Linked DNA regions of Mus musculus: region 2 is linked to region 1. A link is a contact called in public promoter capture Hi-C data. All regions are on one chromosome and are shown on one strand. The core of a region is the stretch at or near the end of the contact, and the rest is flanking DNA. Distances in the headings are between cores, read along the strand shown. Region 1 holds the start of Abracl (ABRA C-terminal like). Region 2 holds the start of Nhsl1 (NHS-like 1).

Region 1 (5,500 bases), core at 2,959-5,458:
TCTGTTAAATCCATTTGTTTCATCACTTCTGTTAGTTTCAGTGTGTCCCTGTTTAGGTTCTGTTTCCATGATCTGTCCATTGGTGAAAGTGGTGTGTTGAAGTCTCCCACTATTATTGTGTGAGGTGCAATATGTGCTTTGAGCTTTACTAAAGTTTCTTAAATGAACGTGGCTGCTCTTGTATTTGGAGCATAGATATTCAGAATTGAGAGTTCCTCTTGGAAGATTTTACCTTTGATGAGTATGAAGTGCCCCTCCTTGTCTTTTTTGATGACTTTGGATTTTATTAGATATTAGAATGGCTACTCCAGCTTGTTTCTTCAGACCATTTGCTTGGAAAATTGTTTTCCAGCCTTTCATTCTGAGGTAGTGTCTGTCTTTTTCCCTGAGATGGGTTTCCTGTAAGCAGCAAAATGTTGGGTCCTGTTTGTTTAGGCAGTCTGTTAGTCTATGTCTTTTTATTGGGAAGTTGAGTCCATTGATATTAAGAGATATAAAGGAAAAGTAATTGTTGCTTCCTATTATTTTTGTTGTTAACATTGACATTTTGTTCTTGTGGCTGTCTTTTTTTAGGTTAGTTGAAGGATTACTTTTTTGTTTTTTCGAGGACGTGGTTTCTGTCCTTGTATTTTTTTTTCTGTTATTATCCTTTGAAGGGAGGGATTCATGGAAAGAGAACGTGTGAATTTGGTTCAGTCGTGGAATACTTTGGTTTCTCCATCTACAGTATTTGAAAGTTTGGCTGGGTATAGTAGCCTGGGCTGGCATTTGTGTTCTCTTAGTGTCTGTATAACATCTGTCCAGGATCTTCTGGCTTTCATAGTCTCTGGTGAAAAATCTGGTGTAATTCTGATAGGCTTTCCTTTATATGTTACTTGACCTTTTTCCCTTACTGCTTTTAATATTCTATCTTTATTTAGTGCATTTGTTGTTCTGATTATTATGTGTTGGGAGGAATTTCTTTTCTGGTCCAGTCTATTTGGAGTTCTGTAGGCTTCTTGTATGTTCATGGGCATCTCTTTCTTTAGGTTTGGGAAGTTTTCTTCTATTATTTTGTTGATGGTGTTTGCTGGCCCTTTGAGTTGAAAATCTTCATTCTCATCTACTCCTATTATCCATAGGCTTGGTCTTCTCATTGTGTCCTAGATTTCCTGGATGTTTTGAGTTAGGATCTTTTTGCATTTTGTATTTTCTTTGATTGTTGTGCCGATGTTCTCTATGGGATCTTCTGCACCTGAGATTCTCTCTTCCATCTCTTGTATTTTGTTGCTGATGCTCGCATCTATGGTTCCAGATTTCTTTCCTAGGGTTTCTATCTCCAGTGTTGCCTCACTTTGGGTTTTCTTTATTGTGTCTACTTCCCTTTTTAGGTCTAGTATGGTTTTGTTCATTTCCATCATCTGATTGGATGTGTTTTCCTGTTTTTCTTTAAGGACTTGCAACTCTTTAGCAGTGGTCTCCTGTATTTCTTTAAGTGAGTTATTAAATACCTTCTTGATGTCTTCTACCATCATCATGAGATATGCCTTTAAATCCAGGTCTAGGTTTTCGGGTGTGTTGGGGTGCCCTGGACTGGCTGAGGTGGGAGTACTGGGTTCTGATGATGGTGAGTGGTCTTGGTTTTTATTAGTAAGATTCTTATATCTGCCTTTCGCCATCTGGTAAACTCTGGAGTCAGTTGTTATAGTTGTCTCTGGTTAGAGCTTGTTCCTCTCATGATTCTGTTATTCTCTACCAGCAGACCAGGGAGACTAGCTCTTTCCTGAGTTTCAGTGGTCAGAACACTCTCTGCAGGCAGGCTCTCCTCTTTCAGGGAAGGTGCACAAATATCTGGCATTCAGACTTGCCTCCTGGCAGAAGATGAAGGCCCGAAACAAGACCTGTCCCAGAAGCTGTTAGCTTCTGTAGTCCATACTCTCACCTGTGCAGAGTAGTCTCGGAGGAGTCCAGGATCCAAGATGTCTCCTGAAGTTGCTCAGGCAAAGCCCTCCCGGGCTGGGCGGACACCTATCCTCTGGCAGGGAAGGTGCCCGGATGTCTGGAGCCCGAAAAGGGGGCTGCCTCAGAAGCTCTGTGGTTCCCACTTGTCCCAGAAGCTGTTAGCTTCTATAGTCCACACTCTCACCTGTGCAGAGTAGTCTCGGTGGAGTCCGGGATCCAAGATGTCTCCCGCAGATGCTCCGTCCTTGGCTTTCTAATCCCCCTGTTTCCACCCACTTAGCGCTGGGCTTACATGTACGGTCGGATGGCTATGGCCCAGCAGAGAGTAATAGGTTTCAGTGTAACAATTTTTACTTACTAAGTTCAAGTCATCTATTTTATTTTTTCCTTGCTCACAGAGTCCGGGGAAATTGCCTCATTATAACTGAAGTGACTCTACTGGAGTGTGGGTGGCCTTGCAGTGAGACCTTGCTTGGGGAAATTGTTAAGTATGGTATTTGTTTTAACACTACAATTTTGTATTATGTACATTTTTGTTATTAGACGCGTTCTCACGACCGGCCAGGAAAGACGCAACAGACCAGAATCTTCTGCGGCAAAGCTTTATTGCTTACATCTTCAGGAGCCAGAGTGCAAGAAGCAAGAGAGAGAGAAAACGAAACCCCGTCCCTATTAAGGAGAATTCTCCTTCGCCTAGGACGTGTCACTCCCTGATTGGCTGCAGCCCATCGGCCGAGTTGACGTCACGGGGAAGGCAGAGCACATGGAGTGAAGAACCACCCTCGGCACATGCGCAGATTATTTGTTTACCACTTAGAACACAGCTGTCAGCGCCATCTTGTAACGGCGAATGTGGGCGCGGCTCCCAACACATTTTAAAAGACATAAACTATAAATTTTCAGCTCCCTTCTGAGAGGAAAAAAAGAGGCCTTGAAGGATCTTACAGTCCTTACTTAGAAGATTTTGTAAGTTTGACAACAGTTACAGGACAGCTAACCACTCAGGTTCACATTCACATGGCAAACCTTGATCCTGTAGGGCAACTAGGCCACTGCTTGGGGAGAGCATGGACCCTGCACAGCTTAGGGGACCTGGCTACTCTCACATCCCCTGAAAACAGGTCTTTCTGACTATTACATTTTTAGCTTCTCACAGATTGTCCTTGGACTTCCCCAAGGCCTCCACCAGTCTCCACCCACCTTCCCAATCTCTCCTCTCTCTTCTCTCCTCTCTCTCTCTCTCTCTCTCTCTCTCTCTCTCCCTTCTCCCTCTTCTGCCCCCTCCCCTCCCCTTCTCCCACCCTGCCCCTCTCCCTCCTTAGCCCCTCCCCCGCTCCACCTCTCTCCATTCTCTACCCCCCCCCCCCTTCCTGGTTTCTGCACAAAGTCAACTTTCTTGCTCAATGAAAGTCCATTTTGGGCCTCTGTCTGACCTGGCCTTTTCCAGCCTCACCCAGATGGCTCATTCTCTACCTGTACCACCTTCAATTTCCAAGGGAGATTTGATTGGTCCAAATGATCAGTTTCACCATTGTTGTGGAGTGGCTGCTGTTTGATGAGGTTGACAAAGACTAGGCCACATTTGTGAGTGTGTGTGGGGGCTGCGGGGGGTGGGGGGGCTGAAACTCACTAGGTTGACCCGGAGTTCACAGAGATCTTCCTGCCTCCACGGAGGACGTCACCAATGACTTGGACACTTGGACACTCGTAATTAATTGGGGGTGGGAAGAGAAATTTCCCTCATGATTACATTTACAATTCCTATACAATAATTTAAGTTGAGTTTCTTTTTCAAAACTCTGGGTAGGGCAAGTACATACGATGGAAATAAAAAGAATTTGAATGATTTGAATGGTCAATGAAATGTAGGAAACAATGAAGCGAAACAAATGTATTCCGTCTCAAGATCTAGAATCAAAATCGGTAGACCTGGCCTTGAAGAATGAAGGTGTTTGCAAATTGAGTCTTTTTTACTTTATTATTATTATTATTTGTCTTGAGCCTAATGCTCTGCATACAGAACCCACGTGAGGCTCTGTTTTCCTAGGAGATCTCAGAATTTAGCACGCTGGGGGAGCTTTTTCTCTTGTTGGGTAAGATACTCTGTCAGGAAATGAAGATGCATTAGGCTGTGGGTCCTGACGAGTAGGACGAGAGAGGTGATGGTACTTTGTGTGTGCATTCCTAGAAACCTGCCTCCAGCTTTGGCGTTGGCGCGGGTTTCCTCCTCCTAGGCGTGTCCCGGGAGAATGGGCGGCCCCTTTCCAGACAGCACTTAGTCTTACTTGCCCCCTACGCCTCTCCTTGTCCCCTCCCTCCTCCACTGCAGCCTTTCTCTTAGCCCGGGCCACTTCCTTCTTCTGCCTGTTCCTCCCCAGGGCGCGGAAGCCGAGTACAGGGTTCAGACCCACGCAGCAGCAGCTCTTCCGTGAAGAAGGAAGCAATCGGAGAGGTGAGCTAGTCCTGGAAGGCGCTGGGGGAAAGCTGGACCCGACGTCTGGGAAGTCTGAGCCCCGGGTGGAGGGTAAGGACCTCGGGGTGCCGCGGTACAGCTAGAGGGGCCTTGGACACGCGCCCTTTGTACCCCACTGGCGGGAACCCCACTCGGCCAGCACACTTCCGCACTGGGCTCACGTGACGTTTTGCCGGCCGGGGGCGGACCAGGAGAGGGGCAGCCCCAATCGATGTTTGCAGCGGTGCAACGTGTGGGTTTTGCATTTGGCGTCAGCTTGGTTGGGTGGGGGGCTGGGGGTGAGGTTACGGGGTGCGGAAAGACTGGGGGGGGGGATCCCGGGGCAATGAAGTGGTGTCATGACATTGCTCTCTGCACTGCGGAGGGCAGGTGAGGAAGGGAAAGTAGGACTCGTGGGGCTCCCGGGCTGTGCCTTCGGGTGCGCTGACGGTGGGGGACCGAGGGAGGGTGAGTTGCGAAGACAAAGGGACGAAGCGCTTGTGGTCCCGGGCTCTGCAGCCCTATGCAGTTCAGGAGTGAGGGAGTGGTACACACAGACCTCAGGATTTGGGGATCCATATTTGGCAAGACCTCAAACTTGTAGGAGGAATGACCAAATATGGAGTCAGCTGGAACCAGCGAATAGGGACGAAGGTGAGCCTTTGACCCGCGCCAGCTGTTAGTGATAGAAGGGAGGCTGGAAGACCGCCTAGCTCGCGTGTAAAGTTGGCTGTCGGTTCCCGAGCAGGCGACTCTAGAAGGCTTTATTTCCTTGGCCTATTGCCTCTAGAGTTTTAAAACATAACTAGAGAAGGCTCCTGACATTCCTTTCCAAATGTGTATCGATGAAGCTTTCTAGCATGTGCCAAGCCCCTCTCCTTGTGAGACCCACTCAGACAGCCTAATTAGAATCTGAGACAGTTAGACAGGCCCGGCTGACATCTGCCGCTGCCCGTCTTCTGGCCCAGCCTCTCGCAGACAGGCTCATTTTCTTAGGTTTGCTTTGCTATGACCTCTCATTGTTCTTGATCTCTCAACGAAGAGAGGTTTCTCTCCGGCTTTTAGACTGCCCTGGGTCTATTGTATAATGTGAATATTTTCTTCTCT
Region 2 (5,444 bases), core at 820-3,319, 380 kb before region 1:
AAAGTAGTTCCCAGATGTGAACTACCCAGCTTCATCCAGAAAGCAAATGCCTGTTTTGATACTGGTAATTACACAGTGTGAACTCAAAGCCAGGTTTCAAAGCTCAGCATGAGTAGACCACTGGTAACCAACCAACTCCTTGATACAATAGCTGGCATCTTTAAAAAATATTAACCAGCCCTTCCTCTGCCAGTTCAACAGACAAACACAATCCAGTTAACATCCATTGTCCTTGTAAAAGAGCTGTGTTTTAATCCTCAGAGTGCACAGAGTGACCGTGTACCCAGAGCATGCAGGTTAGTTAATTCTTACATTTCTGCAGTTTGGGTTCCCAAAAGAGAGGGAAGAAAGAATAGGTCCCTGAGATGTTCTAGCAAGGTTTCCCTTGGCAAAGGGAGAACACAGTAAACAAGTCAGTCCTGAACAGTGTCTGGCCTAGGCTCCTTTGTAACACACAGGAGTGCTTCCCTGCTGAACTCTGGACAACATCCAATGAAGAAACCATTTCAGAGCTAAACAGTTCAGTCCCTACACCAGACATCCTAATAGGCAGACGTTAGAAAGTCTATATAGAAAATAGGGAGTGTTATAAAAGCCTAGGATGTGCCCATGTCCTCCAGCAGGACTATAGTCTTCCTCACCTTCCAGGGGGTCTAACATGCTAATCCTGAGAACAGACACCAGCGCTGGTCTGACAAGGAACTTGACAGAAATCCAAAACTCTTTTGGCCAAGGTAAACCCCTTGTGTCCATTTTCCTCCGTGTCACACTCAACACCTGTCTAAGTCACACATTCACCAAACCCATTCATCTTCTCAGAAGAACGCCGCAAAAAGACACAAACCCTCAAGCTTTGTCAGAGCACTTACTGGAAAGAGCTCATGACTTGGCCCAGACCAGATGATTCCATCTGGGGTGACAGCGTCTTACTGACTTATCCAAGTCACAGGCGAGCATGGACTGGGGAAGAGGGGAGAGCACCTGCGGCAAACAACAGCTATTTAACCTTCTGGGAAGGCTACACGGTCTCAAGCTGGATCTTGGCGGAGCAGTTTTTATTTCAGACGTGTAAACAAATGAATGGTACTTAGCTCCAGCACAAAAAAAAACAAATAAGGAACTCCTGATGGAGCAGGAGAGGACGTGACAGGAAAGCACCGGCAGGAACAAAGAATTCTATAGAGCAAACTTTTAAAAAGATGTTTAAATTAAGAATAAAATCAAGTCACCTTTTCTGGGCTGGGTCCTGTATATCCAGTTCTCATCATCGGCTTCCACCTGGTGCCCACAAACGGACAGCTCTCCATCACTGCGGAACAGCCTCTTTGTCTGCCTGGACAGGGAGGAGAAATTTATCCAACTCACAGCACGTGAGAGGGAGCCTGGGCTTGCCTTGATTCCGAAGGAACCTGAGGAGCCGTCCTTTTTCATCTTCTTTCACATCAAAATCCTCTAGAGACAAAGGGCAGCCCAACAAACAAAATGCTGGCTTTTTAGAATTGGCCGGGATCCTTGAAAGGGGCCTGCCCCTTCCCTCTTAACGCTGAGAGTCGGGCAGGCTTTGTGCTTCTGCGTGCCCGATTAAAAGGAAAATGAAGGATTAAAGATAAATTTTTTAAGAAAATGGTTTACTCTAGACACATTGTAGCACCAATTTCTGGCGGGAGGTCCTCAGGCAAAAATAAAAATAATAATAAATAGAAGTACAAGCTTTAGAAAAATAAACAGTACAGTCATTTCAGACACACTTGCCAAGACTTTGTGAAGAAGAGCCAAGGTACCCCGACTCTTGGCTGCATGGCTAGCATCCCTAAAGGTAATCCTACGCCTCTCCAGGGCATCTTTCCCTCTTAAGGCAGACAGCCAGGCTTCCGGAGCTAACTCCTCACCCTGCAGAAAAAGATCCAGCGTCAAGCAGGCCCCTAGTTTAAAGTTCACCCACACAGGTTACTCAGGAGAAATCAAAGGGTTCGGCTCTGTTGTCCCGGCCCAGGGAAGAATCATAAACCGCCCACTTGCCCTCCTTCCCGTCTGGGAAGCGCTCCTAGCCGCAGGACTCCACAAACAATAAAACAGGCTGCGTGGCTATCGCTTGGATTACAGAGTAAGCACTCCTGCGAAAGATGATAGGCTTGCCCGACACTGAAGGCACCTCATTGGAGACAGAGAGCCCCGCCCCTCCACAGACCGTACTTCAGTGGTAGCTCAAACTTCTGAACTCCTGCAAAGCAATGGAAAAGCAAGCCTGTGCAGAACGTAGACGTCTCTCTGCAGATCACAAAAAAGATTTTGATTGCTGACTACTGGACCCACTTCTGAAAAAGGGTGATCACCAGAAGCGCTTTTAATGTGGTTTCTAGTCCCGAATTCCGGGGGTGGGGGTGGGGACACGGGTTAAGGAATGCCGCGATTAAGGATAAGGTAAGCAGTTTCACTTCACTTCCTGCTTTCAGCAAAGGTGAAACGCAGCCATGTGTGCACCTGTTTCTGCCTCCCCTTCTGCAGCCAGCAGGCAGAATATGGGGAGGTAGAGGCAGGAGGAACTCCTAGATCAAGGGCAGCCTTGTCTACAAGGTGAGTTCCAGGAGAGCCAGGGCTAGCTACACAGGGAAACCCTGTTCCAGAGAACAAACAGTTCTAAAGGCAAACTTTGTGTCTCAAGTCTACCCTGACTCTCTGAGACGGAATGACGGAGTTCTTCAAGCATGCCAGGGCTGGGGCGTTCGCTGAAGAAGTTCCAGAGCAAAGTGTCCCCAAGACAGTAGACTCTCATGCTACACAAGAAGACACTGGGACTGAAGAGGCAACTGAGAAAACAGCCGTCAGCACTAATGAGGCCAGAAAAGCTAAAGGGTTCTCAAGAGACCATGATGCCTAAATGCCTCAGGTTACAGACAGATGAACTCAAGCCCACACATACCCCATGCCAGAGCAGTGGTCAGGGATGGGAAGCAGACAGCACGGGGTCTGAAGTTCTCGGCTACTGGGTGTGCTGGTCCTACCTACCTCAGCTCTTAATTTTCAGTGATGTGTCTACACTGACCATTATTACAAGTGCAGAGACGATAGAGCTGCCAGGCCCAGTGGTGCACACCCATCTTCCTGATATTGAAGAGGTAAATGCAGAGAACTGACTTCCACTCTATGTAGAGCAGCCAGCCTGGGCTAGGTGACATCCAGTCTCAAGAAAACAAGAAGTAAAAAGAATTAAAAATATAAAAATGAGGAGTTTTTAAGAGCACCTCAGAAAAAATGTGAACGAGCCTTCTACTTAGCAAGACAGAGCTCCTGCCCTCTAAGAGTGCATGGGCACCAAACAACGTGCACAAGTCTCTCTAACCTGCTGTCCACACCTTCCTTATAGCTGCACTGTAATTCACATTTATAATTTAAAGGTATCTAAGCTTCATAATGAACCCCTTGCTGTGCCTGATACACCTTGATACACCTGAGACAGCTGAATCCTCTTGGCCTGGGTGCACAGTCTCAGTGCACCCAGTCCAGTACCCAGTACTGGACTCAGTACTCCTCACATGGCCCCAGCCTTGCACACATCTGGCAGAACCTAACGGAGGAGCAAGGAGAAAACTCACTATGAGCAACCAAGAGAAATAACTGGCTTATCAGAGCCAAGACTCAAGACTGTCCCTTAAAGTTGTTTACATTTATACAGAAGCTGAAATTATTTGCCAAAAAAACAATTTTACCCTAAATGTAGGCATGCTAACAAACTGGATTTCACTCTTTTTTTAAAAAAAAAAAATATTTATTTTATGTGAGTATACTGTAGCTGTAGAAGAGTGCGCATCAGATCCTGTTACAGATGGTTGTGAGCTACCATGCAGTTGCTGGGAATTGAACTCAGGACCTCTGGAAGAGCAATCAGTCAGTGCTCTTAACTGCTGAACTATCTCTCCAGCCCACAAACTGGATTTCTAAAAACTGTTCCTACAAACCACAAAACAGAATTGATTAACCAATCCTCCATGTACTGCCTAATCTATGGCTTAGGTCAGTGGTTTTCAATCTGTGGGTCTTAACCTCCTTGGGGTCACATATCAGATATACTGCATATCAGATATTTACATTATGATTCATAATAGTAGCAAAATAAGTTATAAAGCAGCAATGAAATCATTTTATGGTTGGAGGTCACCACGACACGAGGAAATGCATTAAAGGGTCGTGGTATTAGGAAGGTTGAGAATCACTGGCTTAGATGATTGAATATTTGCTAATACAAAGAAAATCACAAACATTAATTTGTTAATTAATTGGATCAAAGTTGCTACTGGCCAACAGCAAATACAATGGTTCTCGTCCGCCCCGGAGGTCACAGCTTTCTTCATGCTCCAGGTGGGTTCCAGCTATCTTAGAAGAGCCTAAGTGGGCTGCCTCAGAAGCCACCACACTCATTCATTTAGCAATGACCAAGAACACACACCTTAATCAATGGACTATTTACCCAGAGCCATGGGTACTGGGTACCTCGCAACTCACACGTACACAGTGTGGTAATCTTCATAATATTGCTATTGAGGAGTAGGGTACCTTAGAGTATCACTGGCTTGCTCTAGTAACTCCAGTCAGAATCTTCATCAGCATTGCAAAATGTTATCATCTAACCACCCCTCCCCCACCCCTCCCCCACCTCCCCGCTCCCCATGAAAGGCTCTGAGAGCATATCCCTCACCCTCTCAGACCTTTTAGACAGACCTGCTGAACAGATTTGACTCTGCTACTCACTGTGCTGTGTCTTCCCATGTACCCTCCTGCCAGCAGCAGCAGGCTGCCACACTGCAAGGTCTGCCGTCATCATCCTTGTGTGTGTGTGTGTGTGTGTGTGTGTGTGTGTGTGTATCAATACTGCTCCCTACCACTCTGCCTCAGCTGTGCTTCACGCACCAGGAAAACAGATAAACAAGCTCTCTGAAATTATATGTTTAGTGGGAGTCTGAGGCCCCGCAGGATGAAATGCACAGCTTTGATACAAGGCTGTGTCGCAGCTGCCTCCCTCGCACCCCCTTGCCCTTTACTTGTGTGGCTGAAGCCCAAAGGTCAGATGGCTGGATAATGATGCCAGGATGGGTCTGTATGCAGCTCGTGACTGATTACCTCTTTTATTTTACGTCTTGCCCCTTTTGGGTCACTTGCCAATCACTACTAACAATACTAGGAAAAAATGTATTATTTCAGGAATAATTTAAAAAATAACATTATCTATAAAAACTGAGAGGCACCAAAACATATTAGGGAAAGTCGTACAACCATCTTCCTGAGTCAATGCCCATGAATTTAAAGGCATTTATTTTTTTACCAAGAGTCAGTGGGGTAGGGTGGATACATTTAGAAGCCTTTTGCTTTTCCTGTATCAATATATACCAGCATCCTTAAAATGGAAGGGAGTCAAAGTTTTCCATGAAATAAAAATTGTTAAACATGGC

What was found. Capture Hi-C pulls out chosen DNA fragments and counts their contacts.
Region 2: a contact with region 1 is called in a promoter capture Hi-C map of pancreatic islet. The contact joins the promoter of Nhsl1 here to the promoter of Abracl in region 1. A contact is called at or near these places in 1 of 39 promoter capture datasets (cranial neural crest) and 1 of 9 other capture datasets (pancreatic islet).

The regions. Positions count from the first base shown.
Region 1 is chr10:18,021,960-18,027,459 of GRCm38.p6, reverse strand. Abracl (ABRA C-terminal like) reads left to right here and starts at 4,208. Exons shown (of 3, transcript NM_028440.1): 1 at 4,208-4,393.
Region 2 is chr10:18,404,300-18,409,743 of GRCm38.p6, reverse strand. It overlaps Nhsl1 (NHS-like 1), which reads right to left and starts at 2,069. Exons shown (of 7, transcript NM_173390.3): 1 at 1,230-2,069. The coding sequence starts at 1,431.